Regions from separate parts of the Gossypium raimondii genome. Here region 2 is linked to region 1. The links are chromatin contacts, called in public Hi-C maps. All regions are on one chromosome and are shown on one strand. Each heading gives the region's core, a stretch centred on a gene start, on an enhancer-like site or on the middle of the called end of the contact. The rest is flanking DNA. Distances are from core to core; before and after follow the strand shown. Region 1 holds the start of LOC105804429. Region 2 holds the start of LOC105801584 (transcription factor UNE12-like).

Evidence for each region. Hi-C and Micro-C count contacts between places; a contact is called where the count stands out from the background.
Region 2: a contact with region 1 is called in a Hi-C map of leaf, with 2.3 times the contacts expected there. The contact joins the promoter of LOC105801584 here to the promoter of LOC105804429 in region 1. A contact is called at or near these places in 2 of 2 Hi-C or Micro-C datasets (both in leaf).

The regions. Positions count from the first base shown.
Region 1 is chr11:17,106,269-17,110,189 of ASM2569854v1, forward strand. LOC105804429 reads left to right here and starts at 1,762. Exons shown (of 12, transcript XM_012637055.2): 1 at 1,762-2,001; 2 at 2,078-2,837; 3 at 2,926-2,993; 4 at 3,380-3,462. The coding sequence starts at 2,090.
Region 2 is chr11:17,332,795-17,336,715 of ASM2569854v1, forward strand. It overlaps LOC105801584 (transcription factor UNE12-like), which reads left to right and starts at 2,104. Exons shown (of 2, transcript XM_052623468.1): 1 at 2,104-2,926; 2 at 3,197-3,367. The coding sequence starts at 2,810. The coding sequence ends at 3,322.

The DNA.
Region 1 (3,921 bases), core at 512-3,011:
ATCGCATTCGCAAAACATGCAAGTATCGACAATTAAGTTTCGTCAAAACTTTCGGCTCACTACATGAAACGGGTGAAAGTCTACTTACCGTAAATTTGCAATACATGTTCCGTTCCTAAGTAAAATGGGAGGTGTTAAATGTCCCTTGAATCTCTCCTAGTGCATCGAAACACAAGGCACAACAAGACTATCAACTTCAAGATTTTAGAAAAAAATCCCTAAATTGCACAACAACGCAATATAACGAAGATAATCGACTCAACTTATACCTTAAAGCACACTGGAATAAGTAATACCATAACCGGACGCAACAATTACACAAGGTGAACAGAACAAAAAGAAATTTTTTAAGAATAACGTACTAAATAAAATAAAACAATTTTGGAAAGAATAAGGATAAAGAAATAAAAAAATGTCTAAGTAACGGTAGAGGGAATGAGCATTTAAAATTTCAGTTTTTACAAAAAAAGTGCAAAAATGTAATCCTTGTTGCGTACGCAAAGACTCGAGCACGAAACTAGGTAATAGGCATATGCTTAATTAGTGAACCAGCAGGCTCATTCTTGACATAAAAAGGCACCGAATTCAACTTAAACAAGAAATCCTAAGTTAAAGGTTCAAATAAAGAAACTAAAAAATTCTAAAATTTATGAGACTTGAACCTCAGATCTCAAGTGAGCAAATAGAACACACAACCACAAAAGCATACACATATTCATCGACACAACTTAATAACAAAACTCAAATTTTGGCGCATTATAGACGTTTAAGATTATGACCAGAGAACTACCTTGCATCTCACAACTAGTGAGGGTCATGCCTCTATTGTTGAGTTTCTTCTCCTTTATAAGGCCAATATTAACCTCATTGACCAATGGAACCGTAGTGTATGCACCCAACTTCATCGCCATTTTTTGCATTAATGTTTACAATTCAATTAGTTAGTGAAAACTACAAATTTAGGGTTTAATTTCTTTGGTTTTTATTTGTGAAGCCATTAATAGATGCAAGACTTTATGGACATTAGGATATCTGTAGGATCCTAGAAGTAAACAGAGGCAAAGACATGGATGATAAATAATTCATCAAGGATCAACCAACATAGAATGATCAAGCTCCCATGGTAATAATAATTTCAAAATTACAATGCTTTTGATTCTATTGATATATGTGTTTTGTTGATTGTTATTGTAACTAGTTCGACATGAACTTGATTCAAATGAAGTAATTGATATCTCAAAACTGGATACTGACAAGTCTTCAATAATTAACCTTCAGGTTGCTTAAATAACAAAAACTTTGTGTTTTTTTAATGAACTTTGATGAGGGTGAAGACTTTTGAAGAATGATGATCTTTATTTTGATGGCTTTTGATAAAAGCTCTCGACAATGGCGGATAGAGTTATAAAAAGAGGAGAAGAGAGAAAAGAAAGAAGAAGAGATAAAGAGAGAGGAGAGGAAAGAAAGGAAAATAATAAGAAAAAATTAAAAATATATATTTAAATTATGTGATAATGACATGGAAGCCACGTCACCATTTGATGGGTCGGCTATGATTTTGTCCAACACTTAATGACTGCTAATGGAAAGTGACCAAATTGTTATCAATTGATAACGCCTGTGACCTAATTGTTAGAATTGAAACATTGATGACCAAAACGTAAACTTAAACAAAGATATAGGATTATTTTTGTAGTTTAACCTAAATATAATATAGGGTACAACGTTTTTTTTTTACCACCAGAGTACAGCGTTTAGTAACCCTAAATTTTTGTTCATTTATTTTGAACCGTCTTTCCTCTTTCTTCTATCATCTTCCTCCTACCATCGTCCCTCTTCTCTCTCTCGTCTCCGTAAATCAGTTTTGTTTTTCTTCTCTTCTCATCTCAGTTTGCATTCACCGCCGTGTCTGCTGGTTTATGCTGGATCTGACCCGTATCCCGTGTCGAATCGTGTCGACACAGGTACTGCACCCCAGATTGCCGAGTCCTGGTAACGAAGGTGAGAACAATTAGGAAAAAATTGTAGGACAACTAAAGTCACTCTCTGTTATATGATGTTAATTCTATGATTACAGAAATCATTGAGGATGAAGAGAAAAGCAGGGGATTTAAAGTCGAAAAAGGGGAACAAAATAAAGAATTCACGAATGCAGCTTGTTAAAGAAAATGATATTGTGCAACGAGTTAGTGAATTGAAGTCTGAGGAAGATCATGATGCTAATGAATCTAAGATAGCTAAAGCGAAGAAGGATTTGAAAAGAACATCGAAAACCAAGTTCGAGGAGTATCTTGAAATGGAGATGCCAAATTCGGACATGCTTGCACAAGAGGACTTGGAATTGGAGAAGAAACTTGCTAAGAAACTCAAGGTGAAGGGCGGTAAATTAAGGGGAGATGATGATGGACTTAATATTTTATTTGAAGGATTTTCTGATGAGGAAGCTGTGAACCATTCTTTAAGTAAGAAACGAAAAAAGAAAAAGTCAGTGCAGCAGGCTATCAAAGATGATATTGGAGATGACTCAACTATTGAAGCTTCCGAAGGGGAGGAGTATTCAGAGACAACAGTGGTAGAAATTCCTGTGAAGGCACCTTCACAAAAGAGGCGTAAGAAGAGGAAGTCTTTGCTGCAAGGACAAGAAAGTGACATGGTGGGTGAAACTGCCCTTTCTGTTACCCCGCATTCTGAGTGCCACAATGCAGAGGTAGCGTCAGGTCAAATTTCAACTAAGGCTCTTGGAATGGAGAGCAGCGGGAAATATGTTGCTCCTCACTTGAGATCCCAGACAAAGAATGAATCAGAGGAGCAGACTCGAATGCGCAGACGTGTACGAGGTATGAATATTCACTTTTAATTAACTTTAGTAAGTTCACTTCTCGTTTTTGGAATTTGACACGCCACTTATTTTTCTCTATGTTCCAGGTCTTCTTAATAGGCTTTCTGAATCTAACGTGGAATCAATTACAGGAGAAATGGCCACAATTTTTCGTGTATGCTGCTATGCTGTCTATAGCTTTTTGTTTCAATAGACTTCATATCAAGCCTTCTGAATTTTACTGCAATTGATTTAAGCTATATATGCACGCTCACTCTGAGTAAATATAATTGGTTGTTATATTAATCTTTTCTAGCATAAGTGCATACAACTGGTACAGTTATTTCCGACTAGGTTAATGCAGGGGCTGTGGTTTTACCGAAACTGCATTTACGAGTTTGTTGGTTAATTTAAGGAAGTTAATATAATACCAAAACAACTTCCATTTTTGTGATAGGTTTTCAAAGAAATTAGCATGCGGTTGCCTATGCAGTATCCTCTGCTTTTACATTTGGAAATTAAAACGTATAATGTTAACTATATAATTCTACTCTTCTACAGTCTGTTAGTCGCAGTGTTAGCTCCCAGATTATCAGTGAGGAGGTCTTGGCATCTTGTTATAATGGTCCACGTGGCAATGAACAGTTAAGAGCAACCTTGCCTCTCTCTTTGTTTGTATAATTCTCCATTATAAGTAGAAAAACTCGTTTCTTTTTTTTTTTTCTCCTAAAAGGGTTCCTTCCTCTTTAATTCTGTCATCTTTCCTTTAAAGTTCCTAATTTTTCAGTTTATATGTATGCTATGTATGGGAATTTTGTTTAATGTGCCTATACTTATTGTCATTGATTTTTAATTTGCACTTGACATTTTACTATGACAAGTAAAGTAAATTTTAATTCTTATGAAATTTTGCTTACTAAACATGATGTAATTGTTATTCTAATTTTCAATCTGATATATGTTAATCAGAGGAAGGAACAGTTGAAATATTAATAATGGAAGGTAAATTACTATTGTTTATTTTTAATTTGTCTTTATTTTTGGTTAGAATAGCTATAATGGAAGTCAGATGAATAATAATTATTGTTGCTATCTTTCCACAA
Region 2 (3,921 bases), core at 854-3,353, 230 kb after region 1:
CTCATCCCTATCAATTCCAATAACAAGAAAAGTTGGTCAAATTTTAAATTATGATTTACTATTATTTGTTTGTTAAGAAACAATGAAAATTTCCAAGGCAACACATGGATGTCTACCTGTTTCAACAACATTTTTGAGATTTGTGTGAATAGAAATACAAATAATAGTCATAGAATTGGCATAAAAAAATTCATGGAATATTCCGCAAATCACTTAACTAAAATATTTTGCTTTCTTTGTCTGCTTGTGACCTGAGAGTTATGCATCCTGCTTTGCTTTCTACATTTTCCCAATGTCCTGTGCTTATCATGATTATTTACCTTCTCATAAATTGACTTTCAAGTCATACTTGCTTATTTTGTTCATATTTTCTTTCTCTAAAAACAAGAATCCATTTTTTTCTTATTTATCAACAAAATAGAATAATAGAATACATATAACACATAATATAATAAATCTAAGTTATATCTTTTTATAAATAAAAAATAAAAATAAAAGTACCTCTATAAATATTTCACTAAAACATCTTCACTTTATTAAAGATGATTAATTGAGAAGAATCACATTACTTATCACTCTTCACGACAAATAATTATTCGATTAATCATGCCAAGTCAACGTGACTACAACTCAATCTAATTCATTATCATTTTATTTTTAAAACTTAAAATGAAGAGTTTTAATTTAAACGATTTGTGAAAAGCTTCCAAATCCTCTATAAAATCTTTTGGTGATTTTTGATATTACGGTGTGAATTACATCCAAACTCCTTAAAAACCCTTGTTGATAAATCTACCATTAATAATTTATATCATGCATTTAAATTACATAAAGTTTTTATAATATTAAATTTGACGAATACTATTATAAAATATAATTTTCAATTGGATCCAAATTGTCCGACCCGGACGCATTGTCTGGCTTACTGTATAGCATGAGGGGGTCGGTGAAGAGCTCTCGCAAATCGAATGAGAAACAAAAAAGGGGTCAGATTCATTGGGGAAGTGACCTGGATAGACTGTTGCGCGTTTTACTGCTAGCGTCGGTAGTACCGCGGATCTTACCGTACAACTGGCACCTTCAGGAAAAAAAATGAAATTTGTACTGCAAATGTCCCACGCCCTTTTTGTAGCTCGTGAGAGCACTCAACCTCTCTTTCTTTGTCATCTAATTGAAAAACGGCTGAAGGAAAATATCATGTGGTAGGCAAAAAGAGTCAAATAACTACAGTTTATGAAATAAATAATTCCCATTGACTTTTGATTAATTAAAATTTTATATTTTTTTATATAAATTTTGAATATGTTATGATATTCGTATTTCAGTTTTAAGCAATATTTTAATTATTATTTTATTTCATATAATGATATTGCGTTTTGTTGGAAATGAAAACTATATTCCAACTTCCCTATGCTATGCTATTGGCAGATTGGTTTAGACCCAGTTTGTCTCTTTATTCTTACTTAAAACAAACAACTACCAACCCAATATTGTTTGAAATCATATATTATATAATATTAAAAAATTAACATATGCCGACGGTGTCTCAACTTGATTGATTGGTATAGACATTGTTGTCAATGCAGGAAAATGTAGAGTCGAGTGCGCAGAAGCGCATTATCCTTATATTTATGAGTTGAAAAAATGTTATGAGTAGTTCCAAGCATTGTTCAAAAAAAATCGAATAGTGAACGAAATTTTCATAAATAAATTATTAATTACATAAATATATAATAATAAATAAAAAGAATATGAATATGATGAGAAGAGAAAAGGTAACGAGTGAAATATAAGGGAACTAACAATGCCTACCCTACCCAAACCGTGTTTTCATCACCAACCCCTGATTGTTACGTTTTCCTATCACACAACAATGGAAACTAATCCTTCACCTTAAGTTCATTTATTTCCTCATCCAATTATTTAATAAATCCAATCCAATTTGCTGAATTTTAATTATAAAAATATTTTTTTTGAATTGATTTTATGAAGCTTGATTGTTGGCTTATGTTTTTATTTTCGTACGTTCAATTTTATTTTAATTTTAAAATAAAAATCATTAAATTAATTTTTAGGGTAACTTTTCCAGTTGGTCACCCAACTTTTACCGATTACATCTTCCCCTTTCTCTCTCCCTCCTTTCTCAGTTCTCAGTAAGCTTATGAAACTTCTCCTTCTTCCATTTTTCTCTGCAAATGAATCCCAAGAAACCTCCCAAGCCCCCTTTTTTTTATTACCTTTTTTACCTTTTTCACCTACTTCTACACCACTAAACTAACTTTCTGTAGACAACCAACCAAACCAAAGCAATAGGCAAAGCTTCCAAGTGGTTCGCAGGACACTCGGCCTCAAAAAACCCGACCCCCATAACCAACCCTCCCATAAAGGCAAACGGCGTTGGAGTTTCGTCAAATCCTACTGTGAAAAGGAATCCTCCACGAACGGTAATGTAAAGTTGCCGTGGTCATCTCAGCAAAACGGGCGTCTGCGGCAATAGAAAGGAAAGGGAACAGTGAAGTAAAACATAATTATGCTTTTGAATGAAGAAAGATTACCTGGAAATTTTTTAAGCGAAAAACCATATAAGATAGCAGATTAGATCACATTTGAAAAATGAAAACTTGAGGGATTAGTGGTGAAAAAAATGAAAATCATGAAGAAATACCAATTTCACATGGCAAGACATGTGATTTGCCCATCTCCAAACAAGAGGGTCAGCATTACGTTCTCTTTTAGCTGGTGAAGTTGCTTTTGATTGCCCACTTCTTATGCCATGAAATTGCATAACTGAAGTGAACCTGCTCAACAAATGGTTGCAACTGTGACTAACCATGCTGAACTTAACCCTTCAATTTTCTCCCTTGGTAGGGAGACAATTGCTGAAAGAATCAGGGCATTGCAGGAACGTGTTCCTAGTGTTAACAAGGTAAATTCCTTTCTGTTTACCGTGCCGTAAATTTACTTATGAAACTACTTGCACATTTCCAAGCTAACTCTATTCGTCTATTACTCATATTGTGTACAGATATTGAATGGATTAATGTCCTAATCCCTCATCTTGTAATAACATTACAGTTCATTATTGCAGCAATCTTTTTGAAACATGGGTGACTTTAATGGTAGATTTATGTCTTGGGAAGAGAACCATGTATAATGCACCTTACTCCATTTAAGTCACGTATGTTTCTTTGTGCAGACTGACAGAGCAGCCATGCTTGATGAAATTGTAGATTATGTGAAGTTCCTGAGGCTCCAAGTCAAGGTATCATCAACTCTTTTACCTGTTTTCTCTCACATTTCTTTTTCATATTTCTATTTTTAAGATGATGTAATTTTTTCCTTTCCTAAAGTTTCATTTGTTGGTTTAGCTTGTTTTAGAATTTTAAAATCTAATGGTTGAAATTGGAGTGTAGAAGCCCAATTTTGCCCGGCCCAAACAAATAAAACAAAAAAATCAAGTTAAAACAAAAAATAATAAAGTCCAATGAAAAAAAACAGTCCATTTACAAAAAAAAAAAAACCTTAAATACCCAACTACCTAAGCCCAAGCACAAATCCCCTAAACCTAAAACAGAAAACTCTAATTCCTCTAAGCCTCCCGCCGCAGCCACTCCTATGTCTTCGCCATGTCAGCACGAACGCAGCCCAAGGTCTGCAACCTTTTCACCAAAACAGCAAGGGAGCGCCTCTCCCCACTGTTGACTCCACCGCCACCTGCAAAAAGAAAACACAAGGACAAAGACAAACATGCAAAGAAAAGTAGAAAAACAGTAAAAAAAACAACAGTTTAAGTGTAATATATTCGGCTATAAAAGCCATGGCAACCATGTATTTATTTTTTACGGAGACAAGCAATCAAAAGATATAAAAAAACTGAATACAAAAGGCGATTCTTTTTTTCGCAACAAATAAGAGTAAAAT